Linked DNA regions of Astyanax mexicanus: region 1 is linked to region 2. A link is a contact called in public Hi-C data. All regions are on one chromosome and are shown on one strand. Each heading gives the region's core, a stretch centred on a gene start, on an enhancer-like site or on the middle of the called end of the contact. The rest is flanking DNA. Distances are from core to core; before and after follow the strand shown.

What was found. Hi-C and Micro-C count contacts between places; a contact is called where the count stands out from the background.
Region 1: a contact with region 2 is called in a Hi-C map of muscle, with 20 times the contacts expected there. The contact joins the promoter of hbegfa here to the enhancer-like site in region 2. A contact is called at or near these places in 2 of 3 Hi-C or Micro-C datasets (both in muscle).

The regions. Positions count from the first base shown.
Region 1 is chr10:28,106,441-28,111,860 of AstMex3_surface, reverse strand. hbegfa (heparin-binding EGF-like growth factor a) reads left to right here and starts at 3,956. Exons shown (of 6, transcript XM_007229887.4): 1 at 3,956-4,204. The coding sequence starts at 4,165.
Region 2 is chr10:28,042,616-28,047,523 of AstMex3_surface, reverse strand. No RefSeq gene overlaps it. Among protein-coding and RNA genes, the nearest start is that of si:ch73-43g23.1, 14 kb to the right of the region's middle. Within about 2 kb of position 1,538, the one cell type or tissue checked has an H3K27ac peak away from gene starts, as active enhancers do.

The sequences.
Region 1 (5,420 bases), core at 2,707-5,206, 62 kb before region 2:
GTCTGAAAGTATTCAATATTCCTAATAGTTGTTTCTATAAATGCAATAAGGCACACTACAACATGTTTATTTTCTGGTGTATTTTCATACAAAAGGTGCACCAGATTATAAGGTGCATTATGCAACTGTAACAGAGTTAAAAAGAACTGCATAAAATTATATGAATTCTCACTAAATTATTATTATATTAACCTTTAGTAAACAAAAGGGATTCTTGTTATATTTTTTTTTACTCCTGTTGGAGGTTGGTTAATGTGTTTTAACAGTAAAAAGGTGGTTATTTTTCTGTGCTTTTATTTTGAACGACAAATCCCTGCACCAGCAAGGCAACTGCATGTTTTTTTTTATTAATTATCCCTCTGCGCCCCCCGTAGCTCCAGAGGAACTTGCAAGCAGCGCAGGAGATATACATGCAGTTGCAGTCACTAAATAATCGGCTGGGATTATTTGTTTGTTTGTATGTGCAGATGTGCAGAGTAATAAAGACCAGAGGAGAGAAAGAGACAGCCTGCCTCCCCGCGTCTTTCTAACTTCCCACCAAAGGGTCTAACAAGTGCTATAGGGCAGCAGGAGAGCCGCCACACAACACTAGTAAGACACAGGCGTGTCACCGTGTTTTTTCTTCTAATTCAGCAGGTCTTGCCGCTGGGTGGCGAGACCTGTAAAGCTAAGCTAAGTTAATGTTAAGTAAACAAAACTGTAATTAAAACAAAAAAAAATATTTTACCGTCAAGTGATGGATTTTAAGCTGATGGATTTATAGTAAACTTCGATTTCCAGGTAAGATTTTCAGCATTACACTGACGAACCCTAAGTCTTTCAGAAAGCCACGGCGATATTACCTAGTTTGCCCCATGTAGCTTGTTTAACACGGAAAACAAGCAGACTACAGGCCGATAATACTCACCTCTGAACAAAAAAAGAGCTAGCGCTTAGGGCGGTCAGCAAGTAATGCTAATGCTGCTCCAGCAGTGCTAGCTAGGGTTAGCAGCAGGCTACAAGCCAATAATACTCACCTCTGAACGGCAAAAGAGCAAGCGTTTAACGGCTAATGTTAATACTGCTCCAGTCTCAGTGCTGGAGAAACTTCACTGAAACTCCTGTGTAATGCTGTACTTCTGTGGAGTGGCTTTACTGCTCCTTACAACTTACAATTTTTGGGAAAATAAAGGATTTGAATTCCACCTTATAGTGTGAAAAATACTCAGTTAGTTAGAGGGTGTCACACTAATTAGATGAGAGAAATTTTCATAAACAGAGTTTTGAACACAACACAGAAAAAAAAATTGTTTTGAGGAGTTCCATTGAACTTATATCCACCACCTCCACAGATGAGGAGCTGTCTGTACGTGACGGGGCTAAATTTACCACATTCAACCAAACACCCATAAATCTGCTGCATTTTATAGGGGATAGACGTTTGGAAATCACTGACATTTACATATGCAGCATTAGTCTAGCATAGCAAAACTTAGCACTGAAACATGAACACTGTATTTTTTTGCAATTATTCTTAAGTCTTACAAGGTAAAATTGCTTTCTGCTTAGTGTGAAGTGTGATTAGCTAGCCCAAGAGATTGTAACCAGGGATCAGGGGGCCCCCTGCTGGCCAAAATGTTGGCAAAAATAAATGAATAAATAAATAATAAGGAAAGGAAGTCCAACACAGAAAGTCTGACAAAGCTCACCATTTTTTGCAGCAGCAGGTTGGGGCCCCAGAACTTCCAAATCCACCTCTGATTGTAACCCCTTGACTTTGGTAAGCTTTTAGCCTAACAACTTCCCTGGCTTCCTCAAAGTCTGTAAAAGGCTTTCTCTAGCAGGTTTGATTTATATAATTTTGATGGTGTACGACTATTTTGATTTTTTTTTAATTGCTCCCTTTTACAGCTCTGTTTTTTATGTTCTTATGTTTCATGTTTATTTATTTCACCAAAGTTACAGGGTGCAGTTAGCAGCAGGCCCAAACCAAAGTACAAACGACAGAGACACCATTCTACTTTCCACAAGTGAATAGAACAGCACAATAATTTTGGAGCTATTATTTAAAAATAGAAATGCTATAAATGCTGCTTTTAAGAATCTGCTGTCAACATCATGGTGGCATATTCCACAGAACAACGTCAGAGATCTTTGTTTTTTAGGCAGCAACATGGTGGCCTTCAGAGTTTGTTGGGATAATGTACCAAACCTCACCTTTACTCAGCCAAACAGAGTCACTATTGCTGGAGAATGGGAATTCACTGTTCAAACATTTCTTTATTTAGCTAGATACACAAAGATTCTTGTATTCATTCTGGATGTTCAATAACTATCAAGCCTGATTGGTTTACGACAGAATATACAGTAATAATAGATCTATGAGAAAGGGTGGAAAGTCATGATAAATTTCACTAGATGGCAGTATTCCTTCATTTGCAGCTCACTACCATACTTTTGATTATCCAGCATCCTGACCTTAGTAAGTTAACAGAATGTCTTGCCTGGACTGTAGAGACAGTTGCTCCAACAAGTTATATTAAATACTCTTGTTTTCAGAAGAAACGATGATTGCTCATATGTCTCAATACTTCTGTCCATGAAGTGTATTTTTTATTACATACACTTTCACACACAGCTTGTTTTACATTTATAGGAAAGTATTGCCAATAAAATTGGACAGTGACACATGAGCCTGAAGTGACTGTAGCAGGGTATAAAGCCCCCAGTATTGAACTGTAAAACAATGAAATTGGGATGATGATGGTCTCTGGAATGATGATGGTCTCCATCCAGTACTTCGTAAAATGAGTTGAAGTGGTTGACGTTTTGCATGCTCTTGATTGTATCACCTTTATAATGGGATGCTCTGGATCATGATGGATAAAAGTCAACTTGTAAATACCAAGCATTGGCAGAAGTTATAAAACCTGTGTTCTCTGGAATGATGGAGCTCCATCCAATAATTTTGTGGATGAGTATAAAGACTTTATGTATCTACCACTGATGTCAGAAGAACTTTTGTTTCAGTAGGTGTTTACAGACTTTTGGACATATTGAAGACTTTTTGGTTGGTCTAACTGACACCACTAGTAAACAAAACAAAATAGTAGTAAACAAAATAAATGTAATTTGTGACTGCATAGGCAGCCCTTGAATAAAAGGTGGTGATAATATGAATAATATGGCTTCATATGTATTGATGAAGGCATGTTCTAGTCTGCACCCTCCTAGAGTAGTAATTGAAGTAATTGCTAGTAATAGGTAGGACTAATAGGATATAATTGGATAATTTATATAATAGTGTTTTTTGAATCTTTCAAAATGAAACAAATAACTGAAGAACACCATTTAGCAGAATTTAAAGAATGAAAATACAGCAGTCTTCTCTTGCCAACGATACGGTTCTATTTCTCACTTTACGCATGCACACACGTGCACAATAAAACAGCACTATACTGTTATTGTCTGATGTTTTTTTAAGTTAGAACGCTAAAGTCTGATCATCCTTAACTGGGAGAGAGAGGCTACCTGTGGTGCCATTGGTCTGTCATTAAATGAGGAAAATGAAGTAAATTAAATTTAAATGCCCAGAGTAGATTGAGTAAGTGCCCTGAAAAATCCATAATGAGTGTTGAGTAGCTTCCCGCTTTTAGCGTTTTTAAATTAGACCAGATAACAGAGAATGTAGCTGTGGGAGGCATGTTTCATAAAATAATGTAAAAATGTGCTTCCAACAGTTTTTGCAAAATAGTTTGTGTGTCTAATATGAATCTAAATGATTCTATTTCTTCTGATATGATAGACGACACCCTGTCAGGCAGATCCAGTTATCCTTGGATTTATCTATTTAACTAAATAGCTACAAGATTTGGATACTTCCTCCACCACCGGCAGACACACACAGAGAGGGCGGGGCTCTGGCAGTGTGTGGGCGGGGCTCTGACCGTCTGTGGGTCTGGCTGTATTTAAATGCTTGCGCTTCACCAGCGCAGAGTTTCTGTCGCGCCTCTCCGTCTGTCAGTCTGTCTGCCTGCCTGTCTGGCTGTCTGTCTGCTCCGAACTGGTTGGAAAAAATTCCGGATTAAAGTCAGGACTGCCTGTGTGGAATATCTTCCTACGTAAAGAAGTTTTAACTCGATTTAAAGGATTTTCTCTCATTTGTTCTTCAATAAGTTGGACATTATGAAGTTTCCTGCAGTGGTTCTACTGGCGCAGGTTTTGGGTGAGTATACAGAAGTACTTCACACTCCATTTATGCGTTAATTCAGTTTATAATTCGCAGTATTTCAGCGTGTGTGAACGGACATATTACTCCTGAAAAGTAGATATTGTTCATTTCACTCCTCTACACTTCCAGTCAGGTCACTACAGCAGTACATTTTTACTGCTAAAACTGGCCCCCTTCTTTTCTTAGAGGGCAACAATGTGGTTCAGCTGGTCAGCAGCTTATTTAAGAATATTCTTTATGTAACATGATCTGTTTATTTTTGACCCGTGTGTTCATGCATTAGATCAGTGTCTGTGCATGCAAGCTTTTTTAAATATCTGGCCCAGTGCCTTCTAGGGCTCCACACACTCTATTTAAGCTAACAGAATAAAAAGAAATCATTTTTAAGCTAACTACAAAGACATTTAACAAACAATTAAATATTAATAATAAACAAAACTAAACAAAACTGGCTTTTGGCATTTGTATTTGGCACATTGCCTGTTGCATAAGTCACCATAAAGCCCTACTTGCCTTTGCAATAGCCATGGCGATTGCATTTAGAAGCTTTATAAACTTATATCGTACCTTTAACTGATATAAAGCACAATAAAACTGGAAATGTATTTATATGAACAGACAAATATTATATAATTTAACTGAATCACTTTAAATTAGACCTATATTCTATGTTGAGTAATTTAAAATACTAAACTAAGTTTATTCTCTCTGAATGAGCTACTGTGTTAAATGTTTAGCATTTTATTTAATATACAATATTTTACTTTTCTACAAAATATCAACTTTCTAACTTTATAAATGGAAGTCAATGTTAAAAAAACACAAAAAAATATTCCAAGTAATTTTGGAGTATTTTTATTGGTCCATTCATCATGATATTTTTGCACACGGCTGTCAAATTCATAATAGATGAATAAAAAGAAAAAACGTAAAGAAGGAGATACAAAATTTTCGAGTGTGAGTGCGATGGAATGAACAATCTACAAATATATATATATAAAAGATTTATTCTGTTTATATAACATTTATACTTTATGTGTCAGTATCAGCAAAAGAAAAAAACAAATATTGCATAGCAGCCCACAATTTCCACATTGCTGCATTCCAACATAACCAAATTTTTTAATGGTGCTGAACAAACTGGTTTGTGATGATTGCGTAGCCCATAAGTCAACAAAGCTTTCACTCTACATGAACTCTATTCATACTC
Region 2 (4,908 bases), core at 289-2,788:
TACCAGTCACAATCAAGATTCTATAAGGTTCTACGGTTCAGAGACATTTTCTTGTGTCACAATATCCTCCTCAGTTCCACTATTCCAATAGAATAACATATTACAACTGTATAACTGAATTACATTTGTGTTTTTTTTACAACAAAAAATGCATGAAGTACACTTGAGTGGACAGATAAATATTTCTTTATCGAATAAAGATAGAATATATATTTTTTTCAAACCTTGTTTTACATCCCTAAGGATGTATAAAAACACTTAGAAAAAAAATCCTGACTGAGTTTATTATAATTCATGCATGAGAGGGTTAATCACATCTTGTCACAACAGTTTGGTGACAAACTCCTCCGATAATTCACTCACTCACTATTAGTGTTTTACTTAGAAATGTAAACACAACGTCACTACTGCTGAGTTCAAAAGGTAGGTTACTTTTTATTCATACTGACATTTATTCATCCAGCGTTATAAAGCGCAGCCACTATGACTGGAAGATCGCTGGTTCCATTCCCGTTCGTGCAGCTTGCCATCAGCTATCGGAGCCCTGTGAGAGCTCAATTGGCCTAAATGGCACTCTTTCCCCTCATCACTCCTAAGGTGAGGTTGATCATCACAAGGCATCTGTGTAAATATTTTTAAGAGACTAACACTACCAATATAAATGTAATTCAGTTTTGGCAAGCTAACTCTGATTCTTGTATTTACATTTGAATGTACATTATTAAAAATCTTAAGAAGTAGAAAAGGTGCAATTAATTGTCATTAATCACATAATTCTGATGTGATTAATCCAATTATTTGTTCTAATTGATTGACACCATTAATTTTAACACATTTACTGATTTGCTGTTTAGTGACATGAGTGTCAATGAGTTACTGTGTTAAATTATAAAAAAGCACACTGTTATGTAACTATCAATGGTTATTTTACCCAGCTAAATTCCACTCATTGTTGTTGATGTTGATGAATCTGTTGCTCTTTACTTGAACTACCTGGGTTTAGATACCCTGCTAAAAAAAAAAACAAAAAAAAAAAACAGCCCAATTCCAGCTGGTCATTCACACAAGACATTATGCCGGCCAAGAGCTAGTTAATGAGCTGGTCTATCTTTATATGTTTTTTTTTTTTTTTTTGAGGATGATAAGCAGGTGTTGAACTGGATTTTTTAGCAGGGTAGTTAATCAAAGCATTCTGTACTTTTGTACATTTGGCCTTATAAACCCAAACTCAGTGAATAAGGATTTTTTAATTACCAGTATTTTTCCTTTGTTTTATTTTAAGCAGAAAAAACACAATATTTACAGAATTTTTATTATGAAATCAGTTTTTTGTATTATTTTACACTCTGCAGATTTGTGCAGTGATGTAACCACACAGTAACAGTGCTGACAGTTGTGACTATGCCACCTGCTGGTCCATTACCTCTACTTTCACAGACTCAGTGAGGTTGCACCTCGTCCTGGGCTGAGCAGCAGGTAGGTACTGGTATGAAGGTTTATTTGGACTGATTGGTTGCTGGGTGACTCAACGCATCCGGAAGGGCCGCATTCATGTGTTTCCCAACCTTCCCTGCGTACCAGGTGTACCTGACACACAGGTAGGCTGAGCAGGAGCAAGTTCATTCATGTCCCAGAACTGCTGCTCTCACCTGCGGAACAAGGCCTTATATGGCCTGTTACCTGAAGCCCAGCTTACAGCAGTGGCAGTAGCAGTGCTGTATTTGCTCTGGTCAACAATTGAGGTGAAATTTGCCTGTGTGTGTGTAAAGGCTTGAAAGTGTGTACATTATGATTAAGTTGCATATATTATTACAGTTATTACATTATTATTCTCAATTGGTAAACATTCCTAACATCTTATGTATCCTGGCATTTTATTGTCCAGTGTAGTAGACAGAAGTCTGACCCTATAAGTCTATAATTCAAGCACCATTTATGCCAAGAAAATAAGGCCTTAATTGTGGAGGTGTGGACAACACATCTCAGGGACTTTTTTTGCAATTTTGTTAGATTTTCTGTACCATTGAATTGACTTCCTTTGGGTACATTGATGACTTCTTCAGAGCACTACAAATAATGTTAATTGAAACAATTCAAACAAATGGAAGTCTGAGCAAGTCTATACAGTCTGAAACAAATAGTTGCTTTGCAAAGATGGCTGCTAAACTGACTTGCCTATAAGGACTTTTCCAGCAACTGAACAGACTCTGTCTCAGTTCAGGCAAATAGCTGTTAAACAACAGATACTTTTGCTAAAATACCTGCAACGCATATGTACTTCCCCTGCCTCTCCTTCACTTGAACTATTGATGATTTAATAATTTTAAAAATGACAGCAAAGGAAAAATAGGGATAAAAGGCAGCTGACCAATAACAGTTGCTTTCTTCATCAACATAATGTGTCAAGTATGTCTCGCTGCAGCCTGTAGGAAGGAAAGGTTGGATATCCCCGCTTATCTACAGGCTGCAGCAAGAGGCTTCTCTTATGCATAGCTACAATTCTGGGGAGGTGTATGTCAGCCTACAGTGTATGCTATGGCATACGTGTGACACAGGAGTATAAATTGGCCCTAAAAGTCCATAAGATTTGGGGATTTAAAGCTCTTTCTAATGAGAATTACTTAAATTATTATTTTATAGTTCATTTAATAGTTAAAAAAAATCTAAATATCAAGACCTTTTTTCTAGGTCTCAAGAGGTAATGGAAACATATAAAGCATTTAATCTCCTTCCAAAGAGGGCAGTAAAATGTATTACCATGTAACCATGTTCCTCATTCCAGATGAAGTCATACAGTAGGTGTGCTGAGAGCATTGTTTTTAATGTTTTGCTTCAGTCCGGAAGAGGGTAGGCCGTGTCACCCACACACTGCCTCTTCTATCTCTCCAATAACATGGAGAGAACACTGTGTGAGTTTCCATCTGCCTCTGCCCTGCAACAAAATCAAATGAGCCAGGAAAGCAAGTGCTGTCATCGCAGGGTGTGCCCACGACGTGCGGGTGGGCAGGCAGGAGACTGGCACTGACATCTGTTTGGTGGGATAAGTGGAAGCGTTTCCAAAACATTAATGGACCACACCAGGACCGAGCCCATTGATGCTACATGATGTCAGACTGTTTGCTTTGATGGGCCAGCACGTCATTTGTCACAACGCTGTCAGTCTTATGTTAGAAATATTTAGCAATGTCACAATATTTACATTATCAAGTTCTTGAACAATATACAGTTGGGAAAAAATATTTGATTGCCTGCAGATTTTATAAGTTTACCAGACCAGTAGCGCCAGTTGAACCAGTAACCTTCCAGTCCCAACCCTGCCCCAGATAACATGCCTTATGCGTGGTTAATGAAAGAAAAACTGTCACAGAAATAGTCACAGAAATAACTTAAATCTGACAAAAGTAATAATAAATAAAAATGCTATGAAAATTAACAAATGAAGGTCAAACATTGCTTTTCAACCATGCTTTAACAGAATTATATATATTAAACAAATGAAACTGGCCTGGACAGAAATGATGTTACCCTTAACTTAACGCTGCAATCAAATGATTCCTGTAATTGTCAATGAGACTTCTGCACCTCTCAGCAGATATTATGGCCCAATGTTAGTCCAATGTTTTACTCTTAGTCATTGCCAACATGTAGTTTGGCAAATTCCTGTCTGGCTTTTTTATGTTTTGTTTTCAACAGTGATGTCCTCCTTGGTCATCTCATATTAAGTCCACTTTGGTCCAATATTTTAAAGGGTAACCTCATTTTTGTTTAGGCCTGTTTAATAAGTTTACTTTTTTAAATAATTCTGTTGAACTACGGTTTAAAGTCAATGTCAGATTTTCATTTGTTCTTTTTCATAGCATGTAACCAAACAGGGGACCAGAAAGTTTTGTCCCCACAAATAAAAGTGAGTGATGGGCAAGGGTCAGTGGTGGGACCAGAAGGGGTAAACATGGGCGTTGTCTGGGTTGTACACTGCACATAGGACCTAGAACAGACTAGAATCTAACATTTAGGCCATAGCTGCTTAACCTGATATTTTCCAGCAAATACATGCCTGTTTTTGTTACTTGTCTGTTCACACAGACAGTTTTAACCAAAAGCTGCAAGATCATGATCATTATCAACCACGGCACTGTCCACTGTGAGTGGTATGGTGTTTTCCCAGTACACATGTGCCAATGTGGATTATTGTATGTAAAAACCCACACAACCTAAGAAATGGAAGGATTGAGCCATCCATTTGCACACACTAAAAGAGCTCACTCCAACATATTCATATCCCATAGTTCACAAGATAACACCTCACATCAGGTGTGGGTTTTACCAAGCTGTAACACTTCATGACCAGTTTACATTATACTATCTGATGACTTTTGTCATATCAGTGTACATTATTATTGAGTGGCGTGAATGATTGATTGGTGGCCTGGGGCTGTGGGTTCATTGGTGGGTTCATCAAGTCTCATATAGGCTCAACATTTAACATTTAGCTGAATGTCTATTGAACGCAGTTACATTTTCTCTCAATTTACACAATAAATGACCAAACTCACTCATTAGGACTCGCCCTATCACTAGTGATGCCCCACCACCAGGAGGGTGAAGACTAGCGCATGCCTCCACCAACACATGTGAAGTCAGCATCTTTTTAAACTGCTGCTAATGCAGCATTGCTGAATATCATCACAGCGCACTCAGTTCCGAAACATCAGCTCACAGAAGCCTTACGTGGAGCAACATCACCCTAGGAGTGATAAGGGAAAAGACCGCTATCTACCCACCTAGAGAGAGCAAAGCCAATTGTACTCCCTCTGGGCTCCGGTAGTCGATGGCAAGCTACATGATCAGGATTTGAACCAAAATGCAGTTAACTTTGAAGCAGAATATAAATGATTAGTTTTTGAATGT